6 separate regions of the Mus musculus genome follow, and all the other regions are linked to region 1. The links are chromatin contacts, called in public HiCAR-type, HiChIP or PLAC-seq and promoter capture Hi-C maps. All regions are on one chromosome and are shown on one strand. The core of a region is the stretch at or near the end of the contact, and the rest is flanking DNA. Distances in the headings are between cores, read along the strand shown.

What was found. HiCAR-type assays count read pairs that join an accessible place to other places. HiChIP or PLAC-seq counts read pairs in DNA pulled down with a chosen protein or histone mark. Capture Hi-C pulls out chosen DNA fragments and counts their contacts.
Region 2: a contact with region 1 is called in a HiCAR-type map of astrocytes, with 3 times the contacts expected there. The contact joins the promoter of Xpa here to the promoter of Rnf38 in region 1. A contact is called at or near these places in 1 of 39 promoter capture datasets (pre-B cells) and 1 of 115 datasets of contacts at active chromatin or transcription factors (astrocytes).
Region 3: a contact with region 1 is called in an H3K27ac HiChIP or PLAC-seq map of large pre-B cells, with 7 times the contacts expected there. The contact joins the promoter of Ccdc180 here to the promoter of Rnf38 in region 1.
Region 4: an H3K27ac HiChIP or PLAC-seq map of embryonic stem cells shows a contact between it and region 1, with 3 times the contacts expected there. The contact joins the promoter of Igfbpl1 here to the promoter of Rnf38 in region 1. A contact is called at or near these places in 1 of 39 promoter capture datasets (pre-B cells) and 2 of 115 datasets of contacts at active chromatin or transcription factors (embryonic forebrain and embryonic stem cells).
Region 5: an H3K27ac HiChIP or PLAC-seq map of embryonic stem cells shows a contact between it and region 1, with 6 times the contacts expected there. The contact joins the promoter of Dnajb5 here to the promoter of Rnf38 in region 1. A contact is called at or near these places in 1 of 484 Hi-C or Micro-C datasets (CD4 T cells), 2 of 115 datasets of contacts at active chromatin or transcription factors (double positive thymocytes and embryonic stem cells) and 1 of 9 other capture datasets (adipose tissue).
Region 6: a contact with region 1 is called in a promoter capture Hi-C map of adipose tissue, with 2.5 times the contacts expected there. The contact joins the promoter of Stoml2 here to the promoter of Rnf38 in region 1. A contact is called at or near these places in 1 of 39 promoter capture datasets (embryonic stem cells), 1 of 484 Hi-C or Micro-C datasets (uterus), 1 of 115 datasets of contacts at active chromatin or transcription factors (pancreatic cancer cells) and 1 of 9 other capture datasets (adipose tissue).

Annotation. Positions count from the first base shown.
Region 1 is chr4:44,232,156-44,236,566 of GRCm38.p6, forward strand. It overlaps Rnf38 (ring finger protein 38), which reads right to left and starts at 1,750. Exons shown (of 12, transcript NM_001379580.1): 1 at 1,388-1,750. The coding sequence starts at 1,652.
Region 2 is chr4:46,194,068-46,198,478 of GRCm38.p6, forward strand. It overlaps Xpa (xeroderma pigmentosum, complementation group A), which reads right to left and starts at 2,244. Exons shown (of 6, transcript NM_011728.2): 1 at 1,982-2,244. The coding sequence starts at 2,153.
Region 3 is chr4:45,888,425-45,892,835 of GRCm38.p6, forward strand. Ccdc180 (coiled-coil domain containing 180) reads left to right here and starts at 1,879. Exons shown (of 38, transcript NM_198660.2): 1 at 1,879-1,963; 2 at 2,428-2,525. The coding sequence starts at 1,942.
Region 4 is chr4:45,825,074-45,829,484 of GRCm38.p6, forward strand. It overlaps Igfbpl1 (insulin-like growth factor binding protein-like 1), which reads right to left and starts at 1,754. Exons shown (of 5, transcript NM_018741.2): 1 at 1,285-1,754. The coding sequence starts at 1,720. It also overlaps a transcript of Stra6l not described here.
Region 5 is chr4:42,948,118-42,952,528 of GRCm38.p6, forward strand. It overlaps Dnajb5 (DnaJ heat shock protein family (Hsp40) member B5), which reads left to right and starts at 1,750. Exons shown (of 5, transcript NM_001355438.1): 1 at 1,750-1,887; 2 at 2,359-2,826. The coding sequence starts at 2,645.
Region 6 is chr4:43,029,270-43,033,680 of GRCm38.p6, forward strand. It overlaps Stoml2 (stomatin (Epb7.2)-like 2), which reads right to left and starts at 2,115. Exons shown (of 10, transcript NM_023231.2): 1 at 2,060-2,115; 2 at 1,702-1,839; 3 at 1,167-1,266; 4 at 971-1,029; 5 at 780-881; 6 at 501-635; 7 at 224-368; 8 at 10-89. The coding sequence starts at 2,104. It overlaps Fam214b (family with sequence similarity 214, member B), which reads right to left. Exons shown (of 9, transcript NM_001253353.1): 9 at 3,145-4,411. The coding sequence ends at 4,266.

The DNA.
Region 1 (4,411 bases), core at 500-2,999:
CAACTGTCCTTACCAAAACAAAACCAAAAAAAAAAAAAAAAAAAAAAACCACACACAAAATTATGTCAGACCCATAGGAAAACTCTATATTGTAGACAGCGCTCAGCTTGAAGAGGCTCACTTCAAACTTACCCTATTTGCTTTGCTTGCCTTTTGGAAGCATCCCAGTCTTTTTCTCTAAGCTATCTGCTCTCCTCCCTCCCCTTCAGCAATCCCTTTATCTCCCTTCCCCCACAATAACTACATACCCTCTCTTTTTCCCCATTCCACAGCTTCTACTGATCTTTCCTCATTGCCTGCTATCCTTCCATTGCTTTCTCCTCTGGAAATAATTATTATCCCCTCGCCTTTTCTAAGATGCACGCAGAGTAAAAGCAACTCGCCTAATCACCCCAAGTAAGAATGGATTCCTCCTGAATTGTAAAGCAGGCAGGAGGGTGAGTTGTCCTAACCCTCCCAACTTCCTTCCCCCTTCTAGGACAGCTGCTCTTCCTCAGAGAATTCTCCAAGTGTGTTAAGTCCAGACCATCTAGAAAAGGCTCGGATGGCCTTCTGTCGCATGCATGCTTTTACCAGGACCAGTTATGTATTTCTGTTCCGGGCATAAACAAAACTCGGGCAATTTCCTGGAAAAAGACACTGTATAAACAGGCCTCCTTCCCTTTCATTCCCGCTGGGCTGGCTTAGCCTATGCAGTAGTGAGAAGGCTGACCTGGAGAGGGCCAAACGGTCCCCGAGTCAAGTTTCCAAAGCTCTACTCCACTACCTCAATAAAACCCTCTCGGAGCACATCCCCCTCCCCGCCCCCGGCAGGAGTCCTGCTCGCTCCAGCTCCCAAAATCGGCTCCCCAGGGCACTAAGCTCCCGAGGCAGCTCCTGTTTCTCCTTCCTACCTGTCCTGGTCAGCTTAGCATAGGTTAGCTACCCTGGTGGGTGTGCCAGGGCGCAGGCCCCAACCCCCTTCTTCCTACCACTCCAGACTCAGGGGCTGGGGACTCTGCCTCCTCCTCCCAGCCCCCTCGGCTGACGGCCCGCGCCAGCTCCAGGGTGGCCCTGGTTCTCAGCCAAGACACGACTCTAGCTGGCTTTGTGACCTTGGGCAAGTCACTTCCCCCGGTAAGCCTCAGTTTCCTCCCCGGCAGAGCCGATTCCTCACGAGGTCCTGCCCTGCCCACCCCGCAGGAAGGGGCTGCCCAGCGGGTGCGAAAACGCTTTGTGAGGCGCTCTGCCCGGCGGAGGAGCAGGGCTCCCGGGGTCTCCCGGGCTGGACAAAGCTGTGGCGGGCAAGGCTCCTCCCTCTCCGCGGGACCCCTTGCCCCGGACTGACCCTCACCCCTCCCCGCACAGCCCGCCCCGCCCCGCCCCGCCTCGCCGGCAGACCCCGTACCTGCTCCGGGCGCTCTGCCGCAGGCACCGACACCCTGCGCCCCGCTCCGAAGAGGCCCGTGGCCCGGAGGGCTAAGGCGGCCGGCGGTGATGGGCTCGGGCCGGGGCGGCGGCGGGGGCGGCGGGGGGCGCGGGCGGCGGGGGGGCCCGAGCTCGGCGGGCCCCGGCCTGGGAGACGACGACCGAGGCTGGAAGTGCGCGGCGGCGGCGGCTGAGGCGGCGGCGGCGGCGGCGACCGCGACCGCGGCGGCGGCGCTTCCGCTCATGGCGGGGCCGCGGGCAGCGGCTCGGACTGCGACTCGACTCCGGCGCGGCGGGCGCTGGCTGGGCCCGGACCGGCGGCGAAGGAGGCTGTGGCGGCGACGGAGGCGGCTCCCGGCGGGCCAGGAGGCGGAGCCGAGCCGCGGCGGCGGCGGCGGCGGAGGGGGCGGGGACGCCGGGGGGCGGGGAGACCGCGCCGCGCCGCCAATGAGCGCTGGGCTCCGGGCCGTGGCTCCCGGGCGGCGTCTAGGGGGATCCTCAGCAGCCGCGGCCCGCCCAAGCGGGGAGGCCCGGGCCAAAGCTCTCGGCATCTGCGCCCCAGCCCGGTGCTGCCCCGCCCCCGGCCCGCCTCCGGGGCGCGGCCGCGGGCCTCGGAGGCCAGGCCGACCGCTGCGCAGGCCCTGCCGCTCTGCTGCCTCGGGCGGTGTCTGCGCTGGGGAGTGTACCCCGGTCCGCCCCGGTTAGCCTCAGCCTGCCGGGCGTTCCTCTGCCTTCCCTGCGCCTGCCTGCCTGCTTGCTTCCTGCCTCTGCCCCCTGCACGTCGGTCCTCCCTCCCGGTTGTCTCCTCAAAGTTTGTGCTTTTGAGACACTTAGGAAAGAAACTCTCTCTTCGCTTCTGAGGCTGATTGGTGATAGATCAGTCTCCGCGGAGCCCTAGAGAACCGCAGAGGCGGAGACGCAAGAGTTGGAGATGAACGAGCGCCCTTCCCTGAGTCCTGGAGACCCATCTTGAATTCCCAGCAGAAGCCAGTCCGACTCAGCGGTGGTCCTCGCCCCTGTCTCCGACTTTCTCTTCCTCTTTCTCACTTTAAATACCCTTGTCGGGAAAGCCCTGACAGGAAGCCGTCCAGGCAACTGGGCCTAATCTCAGAAGAGGAAGAGGCTTCGAAGTGAGGAAACATTCGGAGCTGTACTGAAGGCTTTCCTATTATTTGGGGAAGATTTCTGAGGATTCAAAACACCATCATTCCCCCTCCCCCCGGTCTGCCCTCTTTTCTCAAATGCGATGTTGGCGGCTGAACCGATTATCTTCCCATCATTCTCTGGCTCTCGGCGTTATCCATGGAAGAGCAAAATAAACCCAACCATGTGCTGAGTAGAGTCTCTAAGTACAGGCATGTGGGTAAGGGTGCAGCTAAGCTGCTGGCTAGATTGTTTTAATAAAAATTAGCCTCAGCTTTTTCCCTGCACCATGCAAAGAAAGACTGGGAGGGCAAAGCAGACGATCTTTGGCAACAGACATTTCCAAGTCCGCAGTTGACACTAGATGATGCATTGTCTTTCATCTATCCGGTCATTAGCGGTGCTCAGAAATGAAGCTACGACGATAATAACGATATTGTCCAGGCCTTCAGAGAGCTTGCAATCTCCTTGGAGGTCAGAGAGTCTTAGAAGTTATGGATGATAATTGCATCAGAGAAGATCATTCTTGGTCACTTGAGATATTTGTAGTCAAATTTCTGAGCTACACAGAACCTATCTCAAAAAACAAAAACAAAACAAAACAAAAAAAAACCACACACACACACACACAACAACAACAAACCTTTTAAAGATCTTAAGAGCCGGACGTGGTGGCACACGCCTTTAATCCCAGCACTCAGGAGGCAGAGGCAGGCGGATTTCTGAGTTCGAGGCCAGCCTGGTCTACAAAATGAGCTCCAGGACAGCCAGGGCTATACAGAGAAACCCTGTCTCGAAAAACCAAAATAAAATAAAATAAAATAAAAAAGATCTTAAGGATGAGTAGTTCACCAAGAAGGACAGCTCGGGGAAGCTGTACTGAAACACAGTGAGATTATCTTTGACCAAAGGACCTAAATTTTCCTGCATTTCATCCCTGAGTTTCTTGTCACAGGAGAGTCAGATAATGTATTTTCAGGCCAGGGCCTCCATCCTAATAAGGCCACTGAAGAACATCTGTAAACTACTGTCCAGAGGCATCGTCCCTTTCATGAATCGCAGCCATCTTGAGCATTGTTTACCCTGTTTTTGTTGTTATTGTTGTTTTGTTTGTTTTTCAAAACAGGGTTTCCTCTGTGTAGCCCTGGCTGACCTGGAACTCAGGCTGTAGACCAGGCTGGCCTTGAACTCATCTGTCTGCCTCTGTATCCTGAGTGCTGTGACTTAAAGGCGTGAGCCACCACCACCCAGCCAGGTTAGTCTCTTTTTATCCCCACAGTCAACACCCCAGAGTCATCTCTTACAGCTCCAAGCTAGAGCAAATGTCTTAAGTGACCACCCTAAAGAGAAAGAACAGACTAGCAGTGTAGTCTAGTCAGCCCAAAGAACCCATCAAAGGATGCCTTGAGACCAGGAAGAAATGAGAGAGGGCCCAAAAGCCCTGAGTCATCGCCACACCCCCTAAGACATCATGAAAGCCTGGGCCCTCCTGCCTGCTGTGGCCCACTGGCCATTCTCCATTGGTGATTAGTGAGAGAGACTAAATCTATGGGTGTAGAAAACCCGCAGGTGTAAGAGATCAATAGGGTTGATCACTAAGGAGGTGCTGCAGAGGTCAGAAGGAAGAAAAGATTGTGAGGAGATCAAACTGGGAAGTTGATCTTTTGGTTATTTTGGGGTTTTTTGTTTGTTTGTTTATTTTTGTTTTATTTTTCAGCGCTGAGGACTGAACCCATGACCTTGCGTTTGCTATGCTAGCTCTCTACCACCTAGCTAAACCCCCAACCCCCAAACTGGGGAGTTGAAATGCTGGATATGTACACAGTGCAGCATTATTCATCTGTAAAGAACAACAGAAGCT
Region 2 (4,411 bases), core at 994-3,493, 2.0 Mb after region 1:
GAGCTACCCAGGTGTACAGCACACATCACATTCTACCTACTATATAGCTACAGTAAACCGCCAGGTCGGAAGAGTGGAAACACACCAAATCCCAAGTTTCTAGATAGCAGCCAAAGGAGAACCTTAAGCCGGTTCCAACCCTGCTTTGGCAATTCCTTTCTACACAAGGCTTGGGAGGACAGGGGGACAACAGCCTCTAGCAGAAAGGATTGTGGTGATAACTAGTATTTACTCCGAGGATTCTATACTAGACACTTGTCAAAAAAAAAAAAAAAAAAAAAAAAAAAACACTTTAAGAGGATTAGAATAACTAGACCTGAAAGTGAGCAAACAGGATAAGCCTAGCTGGGAAGTGTCTTTAAGAAGCGCCCTGAGGACCTAGCCGCAGAAGCAAGGAGCAGAAGTGATTCCCTGTGACAAACAGAAAACGGCAAACGGAAGGGAAAACTGCCAAAGCCCAAGGGTTAAAACTCACACCAGGGTATAAACCTCTGAAGGAGAAAGCCCTTTCTCCCCAGGCTGGTGAGTGAAATGAGGGGCAGGGCGTTCAAACGAGATACGGAACTCACTTGCTTCCAAGGGCAACAACACTTACCAGGTAGACTGACCGACCCTGCCTAACTTCGGCTATTTTTCTTTTTCCAACCCAGGGTCTTGAGCACACCAGGCAAGCACTTGACTACTGAGAAACATCCATGGCTCTCCTAGTTTTCAGAGTCCAGGCCTCCCTAACTTGCTCAGGCCGACCTGGAACTCTAGCCCTGGCAGTTCTTGAACTCAAGATCCTCCTGTCTCAGCCTCCCCAGCAGCTCTGGTCACAGGCCCAGCAATCAGGCTACTACTTCGGCTACTTCTAGCTTTCCTAGTGCTCTGGACTTCTCGTGTGGAACTGAACTATACTGTCTCTGCACTTGCCAGGCTGTCTGACGTTGTAGAAACTCTCATGACTCTAGACGTTGCCAGCAGGTAGATGGACATTGGTAAGCCATTTATCCAACAGTGTCCATCCGCCTACAAATAATGAGAAACTGAGGGTGCAATTTCGGACTTACAAGATCTGCACTATAACCAACAAAGATAATGAAAAGTACTTTTTACTTTACAAAATGGTAAGTAAGGGCTTTCGATTTATTTTGAAAGATTCAAATCTAAGCTAGTTAGTTACAAGCCAGCTCTGCTGGTCAAGAGCAACAAATCAAATTCAATGGCAAGTCTAAAGGTACAAACAGCCATAAAATATACGCATTATTATTTATACCTGCTGCCAAAACAAGTACTTAACACACACACACATATGTGTGTGTATATATATATAAATATATACATACATATGTGTGTATATGTATATATGTATATACATACACACACACACACACACACACACACACACACACACATATATATATATATAGTGGAGTTGTGAAAGAGGGATTGAAAAGAAGTAAATTACTTTTGTAGAAATAACTCGGGTGAATTACTCCAAAGAGCAATACCAGCAGCCTAAAGCACAACGGACATTAAAACCGGAAAACAGCAAGACAGGGGCTACCCTAAAATGCCAAGTATAGCCAAAATGAACCCAGGGCAACATGCCACTCAGTAAAACAGGGTTACCAAGCCCTGCCCTTTCCATTTTCCAAGGTGTCCATAAGAATACAATAGAGTAACTCCCAAGTGCTAGGCTCTGCGAGTGTTATTCTACTTTGAGCCCTGGAAGGCGCGGCCCATGTAAAAGACTGGGTCAGGGTCAGTTCTGCTGGGTGCTGGCCTGGGAGACGGCGCAGGCTGAAAGCTCTGCACCATAGACGTGCCGGGCAAAGGGCACGACAGGGAAGGCCAGGGACCACAGAGACGCGGGCGTGCTCGGCTGTTCCCGCACACCGAGCCAGAGCGGGCGGCCAAGGCGCAGCGGGAAGGCCCGGGATGCGGTCACAAACCCGCGGGAGGGAGGCCCTACGCGCGCCCGTGGAGGGGACCCCACCTCCGGTGGCCGCCGCCGCGGGGTAGGGCCGCGCAGCCAGCCGAGCCTGGCGCAGCATCAGTGCCCGCTGTCGCTTCCGCTCCACGCTCGCGCGTACGGCGGCCGGCAGCTGCGCGGGCTCGTCCGCGGCCACGGGCTCAGGTGACGTCTGCTTTTCCTCGGCCGTCGCCATCGCCTACACACTCCGTAGGAAGGGAACGCGTATTGTTGGTGAACAGCGGAGCCACAAGTACCCGGCCCTACTCCATCACCAGGCAAGGAGAAGAGCTACGCATGCGCAGTCGAGGAGTCCTGGTGGAAAAGCCTATGAAGGGCGAGGCAGTACGCCTGCGCAGCCGAGGAGTGGTGGCGGAAGAGATGATAGTGCACTTGTTGACAAACAATCCGGACTAAGCGATGGGGGAGAATCAGGACTTTAAAGTCATCCCTGTGTTCCAGACCAGCCTGAGCTACATGAGACCCTGTCTCCAAAAGTAAAGAGAACATGGAAAAGAGCATTGGGAAAGAATGGCTGTGTGACAGCTAAAAAGCATGAGAAAACAGGAAGGCAACAGAGAAAAGTGGGACGTGGTATGAGCTCCAAACCCAGCTGCGGGCCATGGGTAGAGAGCCAAAGCCATAGCCACATGGAGAGCCAGACAGCCCCATGACAACAGACTGGCCATTCTATACACAAATGAAACCCTTGTTTTCATCCAGTGGGGGAAACGTGATGTGGCAGTGACTCCTCCTGTGTGAGCCATCTTTCCAAAGATGGCTTTGGAAAAGAAATGCACATTGTTACTCCCCGTGTTTTGGACCGATGTGCCAGGGGGCTTGTTCATAGCATAGCTGCTCCCGAAAACCAAAAGCTGGAATCTACCCAAATGTCCATCAACTTTTGAATGGCTAAACAATGCATAGTATTACCATACAATGAACTATTTTTCTTCAAACATGAGAAAAATGAAGCGCTGGTCCATGCTACGACATGACTGAACTTTGAAAATGTTACTCTAAGAGGAAAAAGCCATTCACAAATGCATATGTTTATGTGAAACTCACAGAATAAGCAAGCCCGCCATAACAGAAAGCAGTCCAGAGGTTCCTAGAGTTTGCAGCTAAGGAGTAACCAGGAGGAGATGCTCCTCTGTAGGTATGAGGCTGCCTCCTGAGGTGATGAGAATTCTAGAACTAGACACTCTTGATGATTGTGCAACTCTGTGGATGTATTTTCTGGCCAGAGCAGGGAATCTGAGCACCAGAATTATAAAGAACCCCACCTCCACCCCACCCCTGGGTAGCACCAAACCTTAAGTGGCAGCACCTGTGATGACCACCACAGTCTCTGCACATTTCTGGCTTGGTGGCTGAGGGAATGAGGTAACAGGATCTCCCCCAAAATAACCTCTGAGAGTGGCCAGTGCTCAGAATCCTCTCCCCCACAAAGCACCGAATCTGACAGGTTGCAGGGTGTGGCTCAGGTGCGTCCTGAGCCCCAGTGTTTTGAAACTCTTGGCAACTTGTTCTTCCTTTCCAGGTTAACTCCCTCTCCTTTGGCTCAGGGACTTTTTGTGATAGAGTTTCAGGTAACCAGGTCTGAACTGTGAGCTGGCGCCTCAGCTCAAAGCAGTCTCCCTCTTCAGAAAGGAAGAGTGCTCGCCCTCATCTGTACACTCCACTGGGTGACAAAGGCTACGGGTTTGCTCAGAGCAAAACACATGAGTCACTTGGTGGGGGTACAAAAGGAAAAAGGGCAGGGACAGCAAACCAGGGGCCCTGTCCTTGCCTCTTCCCATCCTGTCTCGAGGAAACCATGACTGTATCCACTTTCCCACATTATACCTCCTTCACCTCCCAGACTGACAGATCCTGACTAAACAAGGAAGCTGCGTAAAGGACAGAGAGCATTGAAACCCCAATGGAACTGAAGGAAAGTAGACTCTGAAAAAGGGAATCCAGGAAGATGGGGTAAGACACGGACAGAGGCCGTGCTCAGACTGTCTCTCTGTGTGCATGACTGGGCTGTTTTTCCTCTGATTCCCTGAGGTTTTGGCCCTTAAATGCAGTCACCTTGGCCATCACTGGCACCCACTCACAACAGAAGCATGTCTTTGAGCAGGTTTTCATGTCACTGAGAGCTCCCGGGCTGAGGACCCAGCACACAGCAATGAATTAGTCCTATTCTTCCTCTCCTGGAGCTTCCGGTCTAATCTGGTCTGGTCACATGACCACCTGTCACACTCTTATCTGAAAGGACTCTCTTCTCCACACCTTGAAGCTCTTTCTTGATATTTCAACTGGATATTCCTTCTTTGCTCTTCTGAAACTTATCCCTCGCCCTCAGCCCATCCCCCAACCAGCGCCATCCATCTTTAATGACCGATGGAGCTCTGAATGGGTACCAAATGCACTTGGGCTTAAGGCAGCATCCTCTGGCATCCGGGAACC
Region 3 (4,411 bases), core at 629-3,128, 1.7 Mb after region 1:
TTAAAAAACAAAACAAAACAAAACCTCTGTAAGGAAAACATTAAATCACCAAAGTAAGAGATTGAGGAAGACACTTAGAAAACATGGAAGGATGTTGGATTTTTGCCAAAAGCATTTTCTACAATTGAGATGAACATGTGACCTTTGCCCTTTAATCCCTTTATACAATTTGTAACATTTATTGATCTACTTAGAGTGAGCCATCTTTGTGTCTTGATTGTGGTGAATGGTCTTTTTGATGTATTCTTGAATTCTGTTTGCAAGTATTTTCTTGAGGACTTTTGGACCTATGTTCACTGGGGAGACTGCTCTGCAATTCTCTTATCTTGTTACTTCTTTACCTGGTTTTGGAATCAAGGTAATACCAGCTTCATAAAAAGGGGTTAATGAAGTTCTTTACTTTTTTGTTTGATGGACTACTGGGATGAGGCCTGAAGCCAGTTCTTTTTTTTTTCTTTTCTTTCCTCTTTCTTTCTTTCTTTTAATTTTTATTTATTTATTTTTTTGGTTTTTCAAGACAGGTTTTCTTTTCAAGACAGCTCTGGCTGTCCTGGAACTCACTCTGTAGACCAGGCTGGCCTCGAACTCAGAAATCCACCTGCCTCTGCCTCCCAAGTGCTGGGATTAAAGGCGTGCGCCACCACGCCCGGTTAGAAGGGAAAATCCACCAGGGCTCCAGTCCTCCTGGACGTTAGTTGGGAAATTTGATTAAATTACTGCTTGTTATAGGTCACGTGCTACTATGGCCAGCTCCCAGGTAGCTGTAACTGCTGGAGCTGAAGGGAAGGGACAAGTTTCTGATGTTAGAAGCTCAAGCCAGCAGCCTTTCCTGGGGTGAGAAAGGGCAGAGACTGAAAACCTCAAAAACAGAACAGAACAGAAAACAAACAAGAGTAAAAAAAAAAAAAGATTCCTGTTTTGAAAAACAAAACAAAACAAAACATATTTTTCATCCCCTCTATAGGTCACCTTCAGGCTTTCTTTTCTTTTCAGCTAAAATGAATCCTGTCTTTATTTTACTTCACCCTGGACCAAACAATGAGTCTAAAAGGGTTTTGTATTCATCTCTTTGTCATTCGCCTCTGTCAAAGAATGAGAGTAGCGTTTTCAGTCAACACTCCTGAGTTCCTGATGCTGCAGCCAGCTTCAGAAGACCACTCACTCTCAGATGTCAGTGTGGGAAGGGCTTGCCAGCAGGTCTGTTCCCCGACTGCTGCCACTGCAGGCCTTCTCTGGAAAGGAGAAGGGTGGCCCACCATACATGAGAAACTAGCTCAGTGGTTTTCAGCCTTCCTAATGCTGCAATCCTTTAATGCAGTTCCTCACATTGTGGTGATTCACAACCATCAAACTATTTTTGTTACTACTTCCTAACTGTAACTTTGCTACTGTTGTGAATCAGAACGAAAACATTTTTGAGTACAGGTTTGTCAAAGGGTTACGATCCATGGGCCGAAAACCACTGCTCTTAGTGGTCTAGTGCACACGGTTCTCATTAAGGCCAGGCAGGTCTTAAGCCTTGAATTCTGAGCCTTCCAACTTACTTTAAAGTGGGAAAGATCTTATTTCTTTCAGTGTCTTTCAGATTCTTACAGGCAAGGGCCACTTTGTGCTGCCTGCCTGCACAGGTTGATTTTAACCCGTGCAACAATGAGAGACTGGATTCCTTGACCACAACAGTCAAGATCTGCACAGGCTTTCTAACCTCCTACTAGCTTTTGGGAACTTTTAAAGGGCGCTCCAAGGACCCAACATTAAAAAGAAGTGGTGAGTTTCACTACTCCACGTGGGCCTCTGCTGTTGCTGAGTGACCTGGCTCCCTGAGAAGGAAGTGTGCTCAGGGACGGCCACGCCCCCTCGTGTTGCCCCATCCCTCGCGTTGCCTAGGAAACCACAGCGTCCTGCTGCAGTTGCTGGCTTCAGGGTGAATCTGAACTTCAGATGCGGGAGCCTCCAGGCTTGGGTAAGGACCTCAAAATTGCTGGGCTTGGGGGACAGCGGGCTGATTGAGCAGATAGGAAGATGGGCGTGTCGCAAACAGTAGGCATAGGCCAGAATCAAACTGCTCCTTCCCTTTGCAACACTCCCCTATTTCTCCCGGAGGATGTGACTAGGGTTCCAGTCCCATCTGACATCTGAGGCAGATTGACGGTCCCTAGAAGAGCTCTAGTGGAGCGCAGACAATAATCCTGCCCTTTCCAGAAAGTGCCTGTGGGATTTACACCCTGGGCGCTGGCGAAGACCCACTCTCTGTCTCTCCCCCTCCTGCTCCCCCGCCCCCCCCCCACCTAATTTTGTTTGAAATCTAAGTTTCCCCTTAAACAAGGTGTCCTGTGGGATCTAGTGCTGTCTTTAGGCTGGAGGTCCTAGCAAGAGGGTCCCAGCCTCTGAGTAAAAACTAAGACCAAGTCCCAAGTGTATTTCCAGAACGAAGAGGAATTGGGCCAGCAGTCAAGATGTCGCCAGTGGGAAAGGTGTCCCAAGTACAGAATGGCAAAGTCTACCAGCAGATCTTCCAGGCCCAGGTAGGTGTCCTGCTGGCCTTTGCTCCCTTTCCCTCCCCTGGTCTCCCCACAAACTTTCCTGGTCCTTTCTAATTTTTCTTTGTTCTGAGAGTTTCCCTGTCTAAGATCCATTTTATTTTTTTTTTTTATTGAGAATAGATTTTTTCATACAGTAATATTCTGATTTCAATCCCCACCCCATCTTCTCCCAGATTTCCCCCCAATAAGCCGATTTTTAAAAAACAGTTCTCTTTGACAATTACTTTGATTTTTTTTTTTAAATTGCTATTGGGTGTATTATAGAAGAACATTGGGGCATTTGGTCTCAAAATTAAAAACTTAATTTTGGTTAAAAATATTTTTAATCGAAATTATTCAGAATTAGTCTGAATTAACCATCTGTGCCTGATTCTTTTTTTTTTTTTAAGATTTATTTATTATATTTATATGAGTACACTGTAGCTGTTTTCAGACACACCAGAAGAGGGCATCAGATTTTATTACAGATGGTTGAGAGCCACCATGTGGTTGCTGGGAATTGAACTCATGACCTCTGGAAGAGCAGTCGGTGCTCTTAACCGCTGATCTGTGTCTGATTCTTTTGGAGAGCATAAAAGCAGTTCTTATTTTTCTGCTTAAAAGGTGAGTCTTGGCCAGGCATGGTAGCTCATGCCTTCAGTTCCAGCACTTGGGAGGCAGGGGCAGGTGTATCTCTGTGTGTCTATGTAGCAAGCCAGATAGACTCTGTTTCAAAAAACCGATGGTAGTGGTGGTGGTGATGGTGGTGGTGGTGGTGGTGATGGTGATGGTGGTGGTATTAGTGGTGGTGGTGGTGGTGGAGGTGATGGTGGAGGTGGTGATGGTGGTGGTGGTGGTGGAGGTGGTGGTGGTGGAGGTGATGGTGGTGGTATTAGTGGTGGTGGTGGTGGTGGAGGTGGTGGTGGTGGAGGTGATGGTGGTGGTAGTGGTGATGGTGGTGGTGGTGGTGATGATGGTTCTTTTTCTGTACTAGGGTTTTGAATCTCCCTTTTCTCCTTGGCAATCTCTCAGAACTCATGTCCATAGCCAGGGGTATTCACACACCTCCCTGGGACCCAGTGTCAGCCTCAGTAGAAGACTTGTCTGGTACCCAGTGTCTGCCCCCATAGAGGACTTGTCTGGTAACCAAAGTAAAAGGCTTTACTGGCCATGGCTATTGTAAAGATTGTTATCCCTTCTTGAATGTACCTTGCAGATCCAAGAGACCTACAAGCTTCAAATCTAGTGTACTGTTATTGAAGTGGCATTCTTATTCATTTGAGCCATAAATCATCCTGCCTGTGTAACCTTCAAAAATAATAAAGGAATAGAGAAACCAGAGAACTCAAATTACTCATACCATTCAGCTCCTTATATATAGCAAGATATTATTCTCAACCTTCCGTTGTTCTCCCATGTATTTTAAAATTTGAAACCACGCTGTAATTTGGGTTGTCTTTTTTTTTTCCCAAAAAAAAGAGGGGGTGACTTTGTTAAATGTACTGGAAGGGACAGAAGGTCTAGCAGTATCCAAACTATCCTGCCTATAATTTTTAATTTATGTTTTAAAATGAGATTTATATTTATTTTGCGTGTTTGAGTGTTGAGCCTGTCTCTGTGTGTGTGTGTGTGTGTGTGTGTGTGTGTGTGTGTGTGTGTGTGCGTGCGCGCTCGCGCTCATGGCTGGTGCTCTAGAAGGCAAGCAGGGCATTGTGAGCCACGCCGCTGATGAGAAAATGGAGCTCTGGTCCCCTGTAAGAACAGCATGTACTCCTGATTCTGGAGCCGGCTCTTGAGCCCTGCAATTTGTGTTTTAATTGCTATGTTTAATGATACACTATTGGGTAATGGTTTCCTTGCCATAAGACATTTGTGGTCATTTCTGTCTC
Region 4 (4,411 bases), core at 504-3,003, 1.6 Mb after region 1:
CGAGGGGGAAAGATGGGACTCTGTCGGTGCACCGGGCAGACACAGCATTCCAAGCAGAGTGGGCACCACAGTGGCTCCCCTGGAGCTGCTGTGGCTGGGCAGGGAAATAGACCTGGCTCAGTGTCACTGGAGAAGCCAGGAGCTACCCAGTAGTACCCCCAGCCAGCACTGTCCCCCACTGGAGCCTGGACTGGGAAAGAGCCATAGTGACTTTTCCGTGTCACCCAGCCTGCTTCAGCCCCTCACTGTGTCTAGTAGACTTCCTGCCCCATGGCCAGCGGTCCACCAGAATCCTGGACGTGAGCACGCGTCCATGAGATGTTTGGAGGGAGAGGAGGCAAGCTGGAAGAGGAGCCCCCAGGTATCTTTCTTGAAGTGTTACCTTGGGCATCTGGCTTAGACATCCTCTCCCAGCTCAGGCCAGAAATCTCCAGAAGCCCGAAACATGGAACACTTACCACGCCGAGTTCCCCACTACCCTATCCAGATGAAACAAACACTGTTCTCTCAGAGCTCCTGACCAAGTCAAACCCCACACACAGGCAAAGTAGGCTAGCTTCTCTGGACATCCATAGACACTGCTGTTTTGGGTTTTCTTTCTTTCTTTCTTTCTTTCTTTCTTTCTTTCTTTCTTTCTTTCTTTCTTTCTTTCTTTCTTTCTTTCTTTTTTGACACAGGACAGTGATCAGTTAGGGCACTAGGGGCACTTACAATGTGGTGTTAAAAACCAGTTAACCTTTGACATCCCTAGCAGTTGGTAGTTTTCTATTGATTTCCTTAAAGCAGGACCCTTCAGATTACGTGCCCTTTAGACTGGATCAGCATCTCTGGTCCCACAATCTTTTCAGAGCTCACGTTTCCAAAGGTCTTGCCCTTTGTGGCTGGAAGCTCCTCGAAGCCCTTGGTCTGAGACTCACTGGATAGCCAGGATTCTGATGCTCTGTCTTGGTGCTTCTTGAATCCTGTGTGGGACCCCTGCACTCTGGGAATCCTCACCTTCCTTCCTCCATTCAACCTATCCACCTGGACCCATTTTCAAGTAACTATAATAACAGGTTCTTAAGCATTCACATTCCTGTTTGTTCTAGGGCTGAAGTCTGCACGCAGTGGGTAAGGTAGCAAGCAGGCTGTAGAAAGACGCGAAACACTGCTCCTGAAGGGGAAACTGAGGCCCAGGCTGTGTTGTCCACTTTTGTACAATGAAATTCTCTGTCCCACACCCAAGAGCATTGGGGTCCCGCTCTTCCCATTTGCCTGGGTCTTTCTAGGTCAAACCCCACTCACCGAACTCGCAGGGCCCATCGCGAGCCTTGTGCAGGTGGCCATGGTGCGCGCGGGGTGCATGTCGGGCGCGCAGACGTAGCGCGCAGATGCTGGAGTAGGAGCGGCCGTCAGAGCCGCAGACGGCGCCGCGTTGCGCGCACACGCAAAGCCCGGTGCCCTCGGGCGCCGTCCCCGAGGCGCGACTCGCACACACCAGGCCAGGGCCACAGCGTGAGCCCACGGGTCCCCCGCAACTCGCGCCCTCGGCGCCCAGGCAGCGCGCGCAGCAGCCGCACTCGTCGCGCGCGGAGATCCAGGGCGCTGGGCAAGGCGAGGGCGCAGGGCAGCGATCCTGCTGGCACGGGCTGCACTCGGGGTGTCGTCTACCCGCGTCGCGGAGCCCGAGACCCCGGGCCAGTGATGGCAGGAGCAGGAGCAGCAGCGGCAGACGCGGCATGGCCGGCTCCCAGACGGACGGCAGCAGCGCCTCTGCTCCTCTTAGCGCTCGGTGCGTGCAAAGCCACCGCGCCCGCCCCGCGCCCGCTGATTGGCCCGGCCCGCACCGCGGGGCGCCCCTCGGCCCGGGACCAGCGCTGCGCGGCCCTACTGGCTCACTGAACTGCAGAGAAGTCTCCAGAACAGCTCTGCCACCTCCGATTGAGCGCTGGGGGAGACTCAGCGTGGTCCAAACGGCAACTTGTCTCGGCCTTAAAATGTAATGACTCTCAGTCTTCCCACCAGGACGCCTTATTTTACTTTGCTCTCTTTCTTGTTTTGTTTAGGAAAGGGAATCTCTAGTTTAAGATGCCAGATTTTATAAATGGATAGATGGATTTCTTTCCCAGATCGAATACTCAGTTCCCCAGTCCCATTTCCAGTGGCTGCTCTGGCTATTGGGTTCTTGGGTGTGTTTTCAGGCATCTTCTCTGCCTGTACAAGCATGTGTGAGCACATAGCCCAGTCCCCTCATATAAAACATCCACTGCCCGAGTGCACGTATGATTTTGCACTTGGTCTTTTCTACTTACAGAATTTCCAGTTTCCCACCTTTTATCATCTCTGGAACCCGACTCTCTTTCAAGCAATGGGTGCACAGGTGAAAAGGCTATGTGCTCTCACGGGTCTTTCTTTCTCTCTTTCAAAATTTTTTTTCATTTAATTTAAGTGCACTGGTAAGAAGGTGTCAGATTCCCTTGTGAACTGCTTTATGGGTGCTAAGAATTGAACCCAGGTCCCCTGGAAGAGGAATCCGGTGCTCTTAAGCACTGCACCAAGACTCCAGCGCCTCATGGATATTTCTTAATGCTGCATAAATCCATGCATCTTATAGTTGACAGGGCCTTGAGGTGGCTAGATACAGTGATGTATTTTGGACTTTGTGTGGACCAGTCTTGATTGTTACACTCTGCATATTATTTAGATACACAAATGGAAATTAACCACTTGTGTTCTGACCTTTGGCTACTAAGAATGTTGGGACAGGGTCCCAGAGCACAAATCTCAGGACACCCATATTGAGGTTTGGTCTTTTGCTATGTATTGTAATGCTAAATACTACTACTACTACACACACACACCCCAGGGCCTGGTTGCATGTATACAAGTGATGCTATGTAACCTTACCCACCAAGTTATCCCTGATTGGCGAATAAAGATGCCTATTGTCTATAACTGGGCAGAAGAAAGATGGGCAGTGAGTGATTGGTTTCCCCAGGCTTGGGGTCTGAGGAGAAACCACAAGGAGGAGAGGGGAGAAGGTGCAGAAAAGAGAGATGGCATGTGGTAGGCAAGTGAGTCATGAAAACATGGCCATGAGGCTGGGCAATTGGAGTTAAGAGCAGCTCAGATGAACATAGCAAGTTATAACTCGGGGTTATTGATACGGAAGTAGACATAATAACATGGTGGGTAGATATCTACCCAGCTCTAGTGCTGACTAAGGTTTATTAAAATATAAAAGTTGCATGTCTTTTATCTGGAAACCGAATGACCTAAGGTGGGATAGAAACCCCGATTTGAGATTAAATATCTACCACAACACACCTATGACATAGCTGGTAAAGTGTGTTTAAAGACAGGGTCTGGCTGTGGGGTATCCATACAGGCTACTAGGCAGTCTGCATACTTCATCCCTGACAACGGGGACTGTTGCTGGACACTGATGTGTGGCTAGGGGCATAGATGAAGAGAGAAGAACTTACCAAACCAGGCTTCCAAAGAGCCATCCCTACTGCTCCGTGTCCGCTCTTTTGTATATTTTTGGCTTATGTCTGGAGATGGAGAAAGCCTTTCCGTGCCTGGGAAGAGCTGCTGCAGACCTCTCAAGTGACATGCAGTTTCCTTTCTTAATTCAATTCCTGCCAAGTCTGCGGTCCTCTGAGGTGGGGAGGTCCTTGTCCCCGAAAGAAGCCCTTGTGGAGGTCACTTTATGTGGCGAGCAGAGCAGAGCCATTGAATATAGCCATGTGGCCATCCATTCAAGCTCTTACCTTACAATGGGCCACGTGGAGTAGAGCTGTCAGGGGCCTTGGGAGAACGGAGGTAAGGAGTGAGGAATGGAGAGGGGAATGCTGGGAAAGCTCTCCGCGTGTGCTCAGTACTGAGATTCCAGTAGTCTCAGACACCTCTGGCTTTATCTAGAACGGCCTCCCCACCTGCTCATACCTCTTGACCTTCTGATCTCATCTGTGACTCTTTCCAAAGAAAATAATCGCTCTGGGGATGGAGAGATGGCTCAGTGGCTAAGAGGACTGACTGCCCTTTCAGAGGACCCAGGAAATCTCCTCACATAGACATGTAGGTAGGCAAAACATCAATACACATAAAATAAAAATAAATAAGACATGGTTAGAAAAGAAGGGAGGGAGGGAAGAAGGGAGGGAGGGAGCGAGGGAGGAAGGAAGGAAGAGAGAAAAAGAAAAGAAATCGCTCCATTTGAAGATTTCATCTCTGAGTTGGCCACTGTATCAAAAACTTGGAAACATTCTAAGGCAGCAACGATTGAGTAAATTATGGTCCATCTGTCAATAGAGGTCTAGGTAGACATTAAAATGGGCAATGTGTAGGCTCGTGGAAATGCAAATATGTTTATAATGTATCGTTTATTGTGATGGTCCTTATGAAATATGTATGTCCATGTATGGCATAT
Region 5 (4,411 bases), core at 500-2,999, 1.3 Mb before region 1:
TCCCCCTGACCCATCTCCCCTTCCTCTCACCTGCCCAGTTGTCTTTGCCTCCCACCCGCATCTTACGGCCCCCTTATCCAGTTCCCATCCCATCTCCTTCAACCAGATACCTGTTCAGTCCTCATACTGCGGGCTCCACACCCCCTTCCTTGCCCCTCTGCCCAACTCCTCTTTTCACCCTAGCTCCTTTTTCTATTTTAAACTCAAATTCCTTTGCACTTGGGAGTTCATGTGGAACAATGGGAAAAGAAGGGTTGTTAAGAATATGCAGAACTTGCCCCCCACCCCCAAAGACCCAGTCCCCTTTCCTGCCCTATTCTGGGGCCTAGGTACTCCAAGCCTCAGTTTACAGTTCCAACTGCTCTTCATGGCCTCATAGATATCTAAATCCGGTCCTGAGAACTGGCGAAGAATAAGGTGAGAGAATTTTCTCAAGCCTTTGTCACCAAATCTCCCAAGAACCCCCTCCCCCTCTTCACCCCCAGATTACCCCCATCCACCCCCCCCCCCCGCTCCCTCCAGCACAGATGGGCCTGGGAGACAGTAACGTGGGCGCCAAGCTCGGTGTCTGCTGGAGCGGCGGCTTCCGCTGGCGACCGCCTCCGCAGGCCCGCCTGCTCCGAGTATCGGGGACACTGGGGCTGAGATTTAATGATTTACTAGGGGGCTGGGGGGCCAGAGATGACAGTGCATGAGGGTGCTAAGAAAGAGGATCATGAAAAGCTGAGGTAAAAGATTAAAGGGGGAACTATGAGCTATGAGATTGCAGACTATGGAAGCAGGGAATTGAATTAAGAATTAAGACAAAAGGCGGGAGATGGAGGGGGAAGTAAAAAGATACAGAACAGGGCAGAAATTTGGTGTGAGGGAAGACCAGGTATCACAGGGGGTAAGAAAAAGGACGGGGGGGGGGGGCGGGCAGCGAGGAGAAGATGGAAGGTTAGTTTATAACGAGGTTGAACTGGACACTGTGGACTCCAAGTGGCTGAGAAGCCACTGCTCCTAAGCGAGCCGCTGTGAAAGGACTGAAGATGGAGGGCATCTGGACAGAGACTCAGGAAGGTGTTACCAGTTACTAGCGCAGAGGATAATCACAGGGGCACTTAGAATCTCAGCTCTATCCGGCTCTGTTTTGTGTTACAGTTAAACCATGGCAGGTCAATCCCAGGTCAAGACAAGGGAAAGCTAAACCAGGCCAGGTCAAGTTGGATCACAATCTGATAGAAGACGAGTAAGAAGGGATGAGCTTTGGATACTGATCCAGAGCCTTTGCCTCTCCTTCGACTCGAAAGAATGCCTGGTGTCACCAACAACTGATGAGTGCAGCTTTCCTAATAGGTTGTCTTTGAGGTTGCACTCGTTCCAGAAGGTTCTCCCTGGACTCAGGCGGTGGCTAGAATGTCTCACCTTCTCATACTGGAGACTGGACTAATATAGTTGCCCACACTGGCTTGGGTCGAAATCACAGGGACCAGCCAATAAAATCAAAGGGCGCCTGGAGTTGCCTCCCTATGTTCTTTTCACCAATAACACGACGAGATGGAGAAGAGGTGTGGTTGATTGATCCCAGAGGGCACCAATCACACCCACACCAATCACTGCCCGGAATGTGTGCGCGTGTGGCCGGGTGACAGGGGCGGAGAAGAGGTGGCTATCACCCGGACGCTCGTTGAGAGGTATCCAATCACAGAAGAGTCTGAGCTGAGTGACGGATAGACCGGGCAATGGGAAGCGCGGAGGCGGAGCCGTGGGGGCGGGCTCCCGGTCCCGCTGTCTGCGGCCGGCGGGCAGGCGACTCCTGTCCCGAGTGGAGGCGGCGGAGCCGGAGCCGGGGGAGGGGGCAGCGGCTGATAGAAGGACCGCGGCGGCGCCCGCAGCTCCTCACCGGTGAGGGCGCTGAGCGAGGACTCGGGGGTCCCGGGAGTGGGGCGTCGAGAAGAGAGGTCCTGGTATGGGGGGTTGGGACACCGTGGGCCCATAGTCTCCTCTGTCGTAGGGGTGAGGGGCCTGGGAGCTCGGGGTCTGCCAGGTGCTGGGTATCTGCGACAAGGGTCGGGTTGGGTCGGGTCGGATTGGGTTGCGCCGGGCGGAGGCGTTTCTGAGCAGGCCAGCCAGCCAGCTGGGGTGACATCACCGACCCCCCTCCCCCGCGCGAACCCCCTTCCTTCCTCTCCCTGCCGCGCCTTTTGTCCGGGCCAGGCTCGGCTCTGCCCCGCCCCTCCCCGCCCATCTGCGGGGGAGGAGACTCCCCGTCAGTGACTTCATTGAGTAGGTTCTTGGGGATTGGGCTTGGGTCCTCCCCAGAGAGGCGAGAGGAGCTCACTGACTCTCAGGCCCTCACTATCACACCTGTCACAGGTACACACGCTGCCACTCAACAACTACACACTGTCACTGCCAGCCTCACTGTCACACAGCCGAACAGGCGCTCACATCATTCAGCCAGACACTGCTGCACCTGAGAGCAGGTGGCCACTGGATCCTCTCTCTGCACTCTACACCTGGGGACCGGGTCCAGCTCCCTGGGCACGATACAGGCCTTGCTGGGTCACGGCCTCTGGGAATCTGAGGAGGTGGCTTCCAGAGCTACAGCGTCCCAAGCAGGCTCCGGTGGAGCGATCAGAGGTGAGGGGCTTGGCTGGGCATGTTTAAGCGCACAGTGCTGTCCTGCCCACCCCCAGCAGCACCCCCACTGCAGGCTCGAGGAGCTTTCCGGAGCTTCCCACACTTCTGGGGAGAAGACTTCTTAGCCAGCTTGATGTTTAAAATTCAGCTGGAGCCCTTAAAACTTCGAGCGTGGACGCTGAATGGGTTTGTAAAGTTTCGGTAAGTCCCTCCTGAGAAGGGCGCTCATACCCATGCCAAGTCAGATTCTCCACATCAGCCATTCCCTGCATTGCCTCCTTCCTTCCTCCCTGTCATCCTCATCTCCCCCCGGTATGTGCATGAGTCCCCTTGACCTCACCTGTACTTTTGAATGAATTGTACCCCATGTCATTCATCTCTCTCTCAAACTCATGTTTCCACGAATATCTCCAATATTTCAGCTCTTAGGTTCTCCCTCCCAACCCATCAGTAACGTGTGGTCCACTTCAGCCTTTTCCTTTTGTCATCTCTCATCCCTGTCCGTCAGACCCTGTCTCCTCCCTGTACTTGATGGTCCCTCTTGCTATCTGTCCTCATTTTTTCTTTCATCCCTAGCTCTACCTTGACATACTCATTCTTCATCAAAGGCAGAGCCATGCCTTGGGGCTCCTTTGTCATCCTACCACGTGGCTTGTGGGGAGGGAGAGGGAAGGAGGGTGGAAAGAAGGAGGGAAAGGAGGCAGGTCCTGAGAGTTTGCCCTGTGTCTGTAGAGGCAAGAGAATTATGGGTCTAGAGCAGCTAGCAGGTGGGTGCCGGAGAGGAAGCTGGCTGTGGTGGGGAAGAGATATTGAAGGACTACAAACGGTGGGTGGGCTGGTAAGCTGGGTCACTGCCCTCTGCCTGGAAGCCGCTGGAGTTCCCTGGGCACCCTGTTGCTGCTGTTCTAGGTTTCTTCCTGTCCTGGGGGAGAGAAAGTGTGGGCTGAGGCAAAGATGGCAGACCACCCATCTCCCTCTCAGACTGCTTTTAATGCCGTTTCCGAAAATGGCTGCCCTCCTCCAGATGATCTTTCTTCTCTGCCTCCCCCAACTCTAGGCTCCCCCACAGGCGTGACATGCTGGTGTGGGGAGATGGGGGAGTACCCGCCTTTATAGTGCCTTCTCTTTGTCAGAGTGAGGTGGCTTTCAGTACCATGAGTCAACCTAGCCACCTGCAGCAGGCAGGAGCTAAGGTCACTCTCCCTGCCTATCTGGGGCCCCCTTAACTGTCACAGCCCTCACTCCTGCCAGGACGCCTTGTACACTTTACTACTGTGAGGTAGTCAGGGGCAGAAAGGCAGGCCTCAGCTCTGGCTGCCAGGACATTGTTAGAAAGACTCTGGTTCTCCCTGTTTTACAAGGGTTGGCTACACCTCAAAAAGGCTAAAGGATGGCACGTGGCCACTCCTTCATATCCCCTCCCTTCATATCCTCCTCAGGTCCACTGATGGAAGCAGGTTAAGAGTAGGAACCCTGGCTTGATGTCCTTGGGCCCCACTTAGGAGTATTAGCCTAGCATGGAGTCAGATCCTAAAATGTAAGGGTAGGTAGAGGAGGGGCTTGCAGCAAAGGGATTTAAGACATGGAGGTTAGTGTCCATGGTCTCCTGGCACCTAGGCTTTAAGAAGGCCGTTTCTCTGATGGTTTTGTTCACTGCCTTTGGTGCTTAGGCAGCGCAGACAAGCAGTCACACTTCAGTGTGTAAATACTGGGAAATGAGTAAAGGCAATGTTACCCTGGCTGGGGGAGAGAGTGTCCCCCTGCTAACGAGGGTGTTAGAAACAGC
Region 6 (4,411 bases), core at 865-3,364, 1.2 Mb before region 1:
GCCTCTCACATGTTGAGTCAGAGCCCCAGCCAGAATTCGAATCGCTTCGGCTTTAGCCTTGGCCTTGGCCAGAACTGCACTGGCTTCTCCTAAAAGAAAAAACAAAAAAACCAAACACAGTAGTTTGACCCATGCAATTAGAGAAGCCCAAAGCCTCTGTCCCAGCCGTTATCTTTAAAGCCCTGGGCCCTGCTCCTCCCTCTGCCTCTCACCCACTGCTCACCTGCCGCCTGATTTATCTGTTCAGCCTTTTCTGCTTCGGAGGCCAGAATCTGGGCCTGTTTCTTCCCCTCTGCCACATTAATAGCTGACTCTCGTGTCCCTTCGGACTCTAGAACTGTGGCCCGCTTCCGGCGCTCTGCCTCTACCTGAAAGCCCCAATGACCCCCATCAAAAAGAAGGCAGGAGAATCTCTAACCAGGACTTACATACAACTCTATCTCCCACAATAGGGGATTCTAGTCCCAGTGGAACTGGAGTAACCCAATCTGTTTCCCTACCTGCATCTGCATAGACTCTTTCACTCGAGGTGGCACATGGATGTCCTTGATCTCGTATCGCAGGCATCGGATACCCCAGCAGTCTGCAGCCTGGTTGATGGCATCCACAATGTTGGCATTCAGGGACTCACGCTCCTAGATGAACAGAACTTGTGAGCAGCACAAGTCAGTGTCTCTATCAAAAGCCTAAACTGGGAAGGCCCCTGGCTAACCTTGCTCCCCAGGAAAGAGTCAACAGTTTATGCACTTAAGCCCTTACTCCAGCCCAGATCCGCTTACCCGAAAAACTTTGTCCAGAGAGAGTTTGCCAAGCTCTGATCTCATAGTCGTCTGAGCTAACTGGGTGACAGCATACTCTGGGTCTTCCACACCGTAACTTGCCTGAAAGGGCAGGTATAGGATCAGAACTGAAGATGCAGGATTTTAAGGAAGAGGCAGTTCAGAAAACTAGATAAACCCAGGGCAGATACCTTGTAAGGATCCATGATGCGCAGATAAAGGACTCCATCTATTTGTAGTGTTACATTGTCTGCAGGAGCAAACAGAAGAGAAAAAAACTGTCGGTCAGACCTCTAAGTCCCAACCAGCTCTTTCTCCTAAGCCCTGGATCTATAGCAACCACATCCTAGCGCACTTAGCACATCCCTGTCACCCCATCGCTCTCACCAAGAGTTACGGCTGACTGCTCAGGCACGTTGATAACAATTTCCTTGAGACTCTGCACATACCGGATTCGGTCTAACACGGGGATCAGGACGTTCAGGCCCTGAGAAGAGGAGCCATAGATTCTCAGAAGGGTGAGGCTAGTAAACTTGAACTCTAAGCTAAGTCTGGAGTAAGTAGTAAGTCACGTATAAACATAGAGAAGCAATCCCTCCTATCATGGCCTCAAAGGCTGGGGTGTCACTGGTAGGGAAACCTAAGAGTACAAAAAGATAAGACTAGGCTTATGAATGTCAAGAATGGAAGCCAGCAAGAGCTGCTGCCTTTAGAGTATGGTAGCTCCAGGAATGAAGCCTATGGGTCACTAGGGTATTAGGAAAGCGGGGAAACACGGAGGTGGTGTTCAGGAGACTGGGCTCTGCTAGAACTGGTCCTCGCAGGTTAGAAGTGCAGACAGGCCCCGACGGAAGTCCCACTTCCACACGAGTAAACGATCAGACGATCTGGCTGGCTGAGGGCGGGCAAGAGAGGTTCTCACCGGTTCCAGGATCCGGTGGAATCGGCCCATTCGCTCCACCACCCAGGCCTCCTGCTGAGGCACAAACAGGATCACGGTGTTTCGGGGCAGTCCAGAGGAGGCGCGGCGCGGAACGCGGCCAGAAGCCTGCACCGAGCCCTGAAGGAAGACGAGAGTAGGCTGGGGACCAGGCGCGGATCCCTAAATCCCTCTCCCTAGATCTCGACACCCCCCCCAAGGGTCCCCGGAGAGTGATTCACGTGGGGACCATGACCTGTGACCACAGTCCTTCCCCCAAAGTTAGAAGCCCACTCCTTCCCAGCTCAAGACCCAGGTGATGTCGGTCCCGAGCCTCTGGTGAAGGTTGCCTCGCTCTCACCCTCAGCAAAAGGGCTCCAGTGCCCCGCGCCGCGCGCGCCAGCATTTCCCACAGCCTCGGCGACCTCCGGAACCAACGAGAGGTGGGGCAGAGCGGCCTCTTGTGAAGCCTGAACCCGAGCCCTTCCTTCAGCTGGTCCACTCCGCCCGACGTACTTCCGGCGTATTAGTCCACCCTCCCATCCCCACTAGTCGGCGTCCGTCAAATCGTTCCCTGGGAAACGTAGGCTTTGAAGAGAGAGCCCGAGAGTGCAAGTTTGTTCTGGTTCTCAAAAACTACGAAGCTCCTGGGCATTGTGGTAGAAATTGAGGCAATATTCCGTCCGCAAGTGGTACAGGAACACCGCCCACCAAATTCTGTACCCACAGCCGTGACTCAGTTTACCCTCCAGCTCGTGTATAACTGTCCTAATCTGTCACCATAACGACAATGGATTGGATTGGCGCTCAGTAGTTGCCCGTGGTTGCCATAGTGACATTCTTGGGTAGTCATGCTGTTGTGCCCAGCTCTCCCACTGGGGACTGACCCCATTCCCGTTGTCATGGTAACTAGGAGGCCTAACTTTACCTTAGGACTGGGCGGAGATTTCTCCCTTCCCTCTTTTCCCAAGGCATCAACAGCTCTTTTTCATATTTTTTTCTGAGCCAGAAACGGTCAGGCATGATCCCCTTACATACAGAGGGAAACAAAGAGCCTCAGCCTTTCATTTTTGTCTGAAACACATCAACCTTGCTCAGGTCTCTGACACTCTCTCAAATACAAGCTTTAAGAGGCCTGTATCCCCCCTCATCTCCTTCTTCTCATTCTCCTCCTCCTCCTTCATTTTACATATACAGACACTGAGGTTCTGATGGGGCTAAACTACAGAATCAGTGTAAGAATCCAGATTCTCAGAGTTTAGCCTCTGTAGCTTCACTTTACCCACCCAGCCCCCAGCACCTTATACAAAAAGGACTAAGACTATGGTCCAAGACTCAGCTCATCCCAGCCTAAGATCTCATGGGTTTGAGCTTGTTGCCAGAATTCCAGCTCCCTTTAGGCCCCACATCTCCATCCTCTTGAACACAAAAAAAAGTAGAGGTTAGTTCAAGTTTCCAAACAAGAATTTATTCTTTTTTTTTTCCTTAAAAAATGTACCAGGTACAATTTTTCCCATTTTTTTGTTTGTTTGTTTTGTTTTTCAAGTTTCAGCAAATGCTTGTTCCCCTCAGCCAAGCCCCAAGAGTTAAGGGTTGAGGCTGGGTCAGAGTCTTAAGTGAGGAGTGGAGTAACTGGGAACCATGTGACTGAATGAGGGGCACCCCTCATCCCAGCTGAGGTAGGTGGGTCAGAGTCTGGTCAGGTGAGAGGAGGTTCCCCAGTCCTTAGGCCTGACTCTGTCCCTGGACACCTTCCTCAGTCAGGACACCAAAGCAAGGAGACACAGGCAGGAGGAGAGGGACAAGTGAGTCTGAGCCCTAGGTAAGAGGTGGCTAAACCCCTGTGTTACACATACATGCACATTCTGTCTCTCTCTCACACACACACCCTACACAAACCCAAGTTTGTATGCACGCACACAGCTGTACACACACACACACACACACACACACACACCACACATACAGGCTTTCGAAGATGGGTTGAAGGGCAGGAAAGGGAAAAGGAATAGAGAAAGCCGAGGGAAGCTGAGTCTTTGGCTAAGTGACTCAGTTCCTCTGGAATAAACCCTCTGCCCTTAGCCAGAGGAGAGCAGCTCTCCCCTTGCCCCGACATCAGCTTCTTCAAGTCCTGAGGTTGGAGCAATATCTGAGAGTGGGGTGATGCCAATTATCAGGTTTGGGAGGTCACCAAGGCAATCCAATTTGAATAAATTATAAATTAAAAATAAATAAAATAATAAGTGGCCCCTGCCCAGGACAGGGAGGCAACGCTGGCATTACTTGCCTGGGAACTTGGGACAATCTCAGGGTAGCTCTGGTTCCTCCCTAACTACCTAAGCTGGCCTGGGAAACCCAAGGGAGGGGACAGGCACATGAAGTACCCAGAGCAGACAGGGTATGGAAGGACCGAAGCTTTAAACACCCAAATAGTCAATTTGGGCGTGAGCGGGATGAGGACTTTAATTCAAGCCTGAAGGGGCTCTCGCCATTTCTCCACAGTTTACCCTGTCCAGGATGGTAGGACAGGCAGGCTTTGGGCCCACCTAGGTTCAGGATGCTTGCGATCAGGGCAAAGGTGAATAACGTGGATTATGGGGGGCCTCAGTCACAGCCTGAAGTTCATAGGGGAGCCCCGTGTCCAGCTCCAGGCTCCGGCGGGAAAAAAGCAGGCGGATATCTCCATGCAGGCTTAAGCGGCCTGAGCGAGAGC